2 separate regions of the Zea mays genome follow, and region 1 is linked to region 2. A link is a contact called in public Hi-C data. All regions are on one chromosome and are shown on one strand. Each heading gives the region's core, a stretch centred on a gene start, on an enhancer-like site or on the middle of the called end of the contact. The rest is flanking DNA. Distances are from core to core; before and after follow the strand shown. Region 1 holds the start of LOC103630849 (vacuolar protein 8). Region 2 holds the start of LOC100277985 (Pyridoxine/pyridoxamine 5'-phosphate oxidase 2).

Region 1 (3,148 bases), core at 342-2,841, 310 kb before region 2:
TTCCGGAGCGCGCCCACCGCCGGCTCCTTCGGCACCGGGCCGTCCAGGTAGAGCAGCAGGCTGCGCAGCCCACCCTCCGACACGACGGCGCGGCGCAGGCCGTCGCTGCCGGACGTGAGGTTCTGCAGGCACTCGGCGGCGTGCTCCTTGGTGGCGCCCGCCACCACGGCGCCGCGGTCCAGCAGGCCGACCATGACGCGGACGACTCCTTCGTCGGCCAGTGCCTGGCGCACCTCCGGCACCGCCGAGAGGTTCCTGAGCGCGCCGGCCGCGGCGGGCTGGGAGACGGAGTCCCCCGTCCGGCAGATCTCGACGAGCGGGCCGGCGCCGCCGTGCCCGACGACCGCGCGCGCGACGTCGGGCGACGCGGACAGGCGGTGCAGCGTGGCCGCGGCCTTCTCGCGCCCCACGGCGCTGCCGGACTCCGCCAGCCTGACGAGCGGCGGCAGGACGCCCTCCGACACGAGCAGCGCCTCGGAGGCGGCGCCCGACCCCGCGACCTGGCACACGGCCGTGGCGGCCTTCTCCCGGACCGCGGGCGCCGACGCCGTGAGCAGCTGCACCAGCGCGGCGACGCTGGCGCGGCCGAGCGCCGCCAGCACGCCCCGCTCGTCCCTGCGCAGCGCGTCCAGCAGCGCGTCCACGGCCCGGCCCCTGGCCTCGGCGTGCCCGATCTGCAGCCGCGCGAGCAGCTCCCGGACGTCGGGCGCCTCCTCCGGCGGCGGTGACGGGCCGGCGGCGTCCGACAGGACGCCGGTCTTGACGAGCAGCGCGCAGTCCCGGAGGCCGAGGTCGAGCCTCCCGGAGAGCGCGTCGACGGCGCTCTGCGCCCTCAGCTTCCCGTCCGCCGGCGGCTCCCGGCACCGCGCCGCGAGCTCGGCCGCGTCGGCCAGCGTGGCGGCCACCGACTGCAGCAGCTCCCGGCACAGCGAGTTCCTGGCGAAGCAAGGGTGGCTGGACAGGTCGGACAGGCACGCCGGCAGCGCGTCCAGCTTCGCGGCGATCGCCTTCCACCGGCCCGGGAACCCGCCCGCCGCCCGCGCTGCGGCCGCCGCCGCCGGCACCATGCCCCGGACGCGCTCCAGCAGCTCCTCCGCCGTCTCCTGCTCCTCCCCGGGCGGCGCCGGGTCGGGACCCCGCGAGCTCATTTCTTGGACTTGGACCCGGTTGCTATTGCTGCACCAGTGCCCGCCGTGATCTGGAGTGGTTGAGTTAGTGGTCAGAGCTCAGTGGTCCGAGTTGAGCTGAGCCACTGGGTGGGAGCTAAATCCGCAGAGGGACGGGACTCGGGAGGCGGGGAGGAGGAGGAAGGATAGGAAGCGAACAAAGGAGCAGTACTGGGAAAAGAAACAAGGGAACAAACACTAGAGAAGAAACGAGCATGCAGCGGCAGGGGGAAGGAATCATCCCCTGCTGTCTTTATTATTCTACTCGATCCAAGCAGTCAAGAACAACAACCAGGAGCCTCCTCTATAGTGGTGGTTGCATTTCGCCATCAGCAGCGTGCAAAGATACCGGTAACCATGAGCCTACATGGCTTTCGTCCTAGAAACAATTTCCATGGCGATCTCGATCCCTGTTGGGTGGAATGTCAATTCCGTCCGGGGGTGCCGGTGCCAAGACGGCACGGGGAGGATTTACGAGGGGTCTTGTCGTCACAAACCACGTCTGCGTTCCGGTTCCTCTTGTGCATGGCGTGTTTCTTTATTATTAATGAAGCATTAATCATGCGAGGTTAACTTAATAAAAAAAACCCGGGTGGGTTTGGGACATCGCCCTCGCCCCTGCGGCAACGCCATGATCAGGGCGAGCGATCTTTACCTTGGCTGGCGACGGGAGCAAGATTTGGCGGCAGGTGCTCTACGTGGTACTGTCAACAGTGAGACGCAGCCGCTGCTAGGGATGGGATCCTCTGTCAATTTTCTATTGATTTTATCAGAGCAAGCAGGAAAGCACGGCGTAAAAGTGGTTTAACCGTGTGACGTGTCGTCCTCTGTTACAAATAAAATACCACAATACAGACACAAGACACAGAAGCGAAGCGAGTGAGAGAGCGGGTCGCTAGCGTCAACCCATTCCCGATCTCGGACCCCATCATGAACGGCCAGAGTACCATGGGGGCCCGCGCGTCAGTGGCCCCACCGCGGCTCTGGCTAAAATAATGCGCCTGTGGCCTGTGGGGCTGGGGCGCCGTGGCAACTGGTCCTGCGCGGGCGACGCGCACATGCGGGTCGGGGAAGGCGGCGTGGTGCGTGGGGCCCTCCTGTCAGCCATCGGGTTCCGATTCCCGAATCCGCCGCCAGCGGCATCGGGGTTGGTTCGATTTTGGCTGGGTCTCTGGGTGGTCAGGCGGCTCGCTCGAGTGCGCGTGGCGTGCGCATCCAAATTCCAAAGGCAAAGCCCCTAGGTGGGTTCGGGACGAGACGGGCGGCGCCCAAGCCCCTAAGCTTCTTCGCTTCTGCTCGTCCCTACTCCAAGAAAATACTACCAAAATTCTGCAGCAGCAAAGTACACTGTGCTCTCCTGACCGTGCCCTTCTTCTGCAGCAGCAAAAGAAATTCTGCTCCAAGAAAAGACCAAAATTCAGCAGCAGCAAAAACAAATTAATGATTGACGTTGTGCTGCCGGGCCACATCGTCGGGAACGTACGGCGCTGTTCGTTTCACTGACTATCCCTAGTGTGGATGCTATTTAGAAATATTAAATATAATTTAATTATAAAACAAATTATTAAATCTAATTAGTTCATGATTCGCTCATTTAATGCTACATGAAACATTTGGTAATCATAAATTAATTAGATTTAATAAAATTGTCTCATCGTTTAGTTTTATACGAGTAATTAGTTTTATAATTACAATATATTTAATAATCACAATAGATACTTAAACATCCGATACGACATAGACTAAACTTTAATGTCTCTAGAACCAAACATAGACTTTATTTGTGCATAAACTTTATAGGAATCGATATAGTCGGTGACGGAGGTGACGATGGTGGGACGGGCGGGCTCGAGCCTCCTACCGCTCTGGAGGCCATAGAGTCTCACTAAATTCCCTTCTTAAATTTAAAACTTATATAATATAATGAAGTAGGGACACTATAATAATGACGGTTTCATTCAGTTCCTCCTAAAAAAATTTCT
Region 2 (2,710 bases), core at 37-2,536:
TGCCTAACCTTTTCCGGATCAAGAACCAGAAGGCAAAAGGCATCTACTGGGCCAGCTAAAGGATCGAGATGAACGTCCTTAACATGCTCATCATCTAGAACCGGAATGCCTGGCTGTGGTCCTAAGTACTGCGATCTCGACTTCACTGAACTTGAAAACCATGCTTTCTCCTTGTGCTGTGAAAGAAGTGACAACCATTGTTTACCATAGATTTGAATAGAAAGCTATATATTACATGAGAATACAACAAGATAAGCGATAGGGCTATTCTAAGCAGCATATACAAAAGCTTTGACAGGCTGATAAGGTGACACAAACATATGGTTGAACCTGATAAACGAACAAAACCCAGGTATGAACTTGAAGTAAAGCTACACTAATTTAAACTAGTAGAACAAACACCTGGCTGTGTGCTCAAAGCGTTACCAGACCAGTGCACTCTATAAAGCACGTAGGTGAAATGCAGCAGTAATCAGCTCTCAGGTCTAACCTGGAGCTTGGCAGGGTCTGTAGTAGAAGCATCAATCACATCTATGCTGCCACTGATACGGAATTGCTCCCAGCTATCTGTGAAGTACCAACAAATCTGCAGGGTTACACAAAAGTTCAGGGGCAGGGCTAAATCAACTTGCCATCTTGAGTGATGTACATGTGGCAGTTCTAGTGTTCTACACAGCACACCTCACCAAAGGGGCAGCTCTTGATCTCACCAATCTGTTGAATCAAAATGACACATGGTATCAGCGAGCAGAAAAAAAAATGTCAATCGGCGCAGAGCACAGCAACCCCCACCTTGTTGGTTCGGGCGTCCGTGTTAATCTGAATCTTATCACAGAGTTCCTGAAAACCCCTAAAAATGTAAACCCCGCGTCAGAATCAAAACTGGTAAATGGTAATCAAACTGGAGAGAGATGGAGAGGAACGGGCACAGAACCGTGCGCTCCAGGATACCTGAACACGACGGTGCGGTTCGCCGGCCTGCCGGCGGCGCCCACCGTAGCCTGAAACGAATGGGCAGTCGTGAGCAAACCTCGTTTCCCCCAATCCGGAGGAAGGCAAACAGGCGATCGAAGCGTACGAGTTGGAAGTAGGTGGAGTGCCTGAGGTGGGCGTTGGCGTCCAGCGCTCGCTGGAGCAGAGCCCTCCAGGGGCTTGAAAGCGCCGACGCGGCGGGGCCGCCTCCGGCCATCTGCTCGTCGCCGACTCCGCCCCTCTCGTCGACGCGCGGCTTCGCCAACGCCGGATGGGAGGGAGAGGCCGGTGCAGATTAACGGACCCGATTCGCTAGACTCCCATGTGGGCCACGCGTCAGTGATAGGCAACCTCTGTGGGGCCACAGACCAGTGGTTCAAGCCTGCAGCAGGTAGCTTAACCTCGCATGATATATAGAATAATACTCTCTGGTCAGAATAATACTAAAAAATAGATATAGTATCTTCAAAACTGCAGTATTTTTAGAGTTTTGGAAGTTTTTGGCTCGGTAGCGTCTTCTCCTCCCTGGCGTAAAGTTTTAATAGAACCGGACAGCCAAACAACATACAGTTTTAGAAAACACCACGATTTAACTCGAGTAGTGAAACCATGATATTTATGTGATCTGCAATTGCAAATTCCAAAAACTGTAGTATTGAAAACCTTCCTACCAAATGAATATACGGGGAAGGGTATCTTTAGTCGGCCACGTAAATGGCAACCTAAGTTGAATGTCCCGCTCAAAACATTTTAAATATTAAGTTTATGTACCAACTCGTTTCTGTCACTTAGACAAATTCTTGGATGTTGTTCTAAGGGCTAAGTTTATGTACCAACTCGTTTTGTCAATCTGAGGATAAAACAAAATATTTCTTTTCCAAAAAAAAAACACTTCATTTCGCAGTCTTCCTAGCTTTTGATTGTTCACTTGCCACCTCTCTGTTGGGTCATTGTTAATCGAACAATTTACAAGTAAAAAAAAATTCGAGCGAAGAATCAAGTAACGCTCTTACTTACATCTTTGGCAGCTTGCATCGTCATTAGACACAAAAGTTTCGGGAATGGTAGCTGCATTTGAGCCTTGAATGCTTCTATCTTGTATGATTTGGCATTCTCTAATGAAATATTGTTCGAATCACGATTCCCTAAAGTATCCGCAAATCTAAATGGGAGACAGAAACAAGACAAGCAACAGATGTTGCACTGCTGGAACTGGAATCCCGCAAAAGCTAAGGACCGCATGCTCCTATACTATACCCATAGCAGACATGGCCACCTGCCCGACGGGGCATGGCATTCACGCAGCAAATATCCTATCATGTCGAGCATGGTGGCATCAAGTACGCCCAAACAGTGGCACACATCAGCATCACAGGACGGGACCAAAGAGGGAAACCGAGTGCGTACTGCGTAGAGCAACAAGTTCCTCTTCTCTTTCCGCAGTGGATTGCAGATGCACAGTGGAGGCCACTGCCACCCATGGCGATGCGACCTGGGGAGGATAAGGAATCGGGCCCGTACGGCTGCCTGAAAGCACACGCAAGTTGAACCGGCCCATCACGCACCTCTGGCCATGGCCATGGCGATGGGTCCTCTCCCTCTCCCAGATTCCTCGTGGCACGGGGACGCCATCGCCGCCAGGCAGGCCATCATCAGTTCAGTTCTGGTGCAGCAGGAGTTGAGTGCCGGGCGTGTACTGATGACTGTCGCGTCGCATGCGTCTCTGAATGAGGATCAC

Evidence for each region. Hi-C and Micro-C count contacts between places; a contact is called where the count stands out from the background.
Region 1: a Hi-C map of tassel shows a contact between it and region 2, with 2.7 times the contacts expected there. The contact joins the promoter of LOC103630849 here to the promoter of LOC100277985 in region 2. A contact is called at or near these places in 2 of 25 Hi-C or Micro-C datasets (ear and tassel).

Annotation. Positions count from the first base shown.
Region 1 is chr1:3,788,645-3,791,792 of Zm-B73-REFERENCE-NAM-5.0, reverse strand. LOC103630849 (vacuolar protein 8) reads right to left here and starts at 1,591. Exons shown (of 1, transcript XM_008651901.4): 1 at 1-1,591. The coding sequence starts at 1,148.
Region 2 is chr1:3,478,952-3,481,661 of Zm-B73-REFERENCE-NAM-5.0, reverse strand. It overlaps LOC100277985 (Pyridoxine/pyridoxamine 5'-phosphate oxidase 2), which reads right to left and starts at 1,286. Exons shown (of 7, transcript NM_001151412.2): 1 at 1,079-1,286; 2 at 952-1,001; 3 at 793-850; 4 at 682-714; 5 at 491-586; 6 at 9-176. The coding sequence starts at 1,189.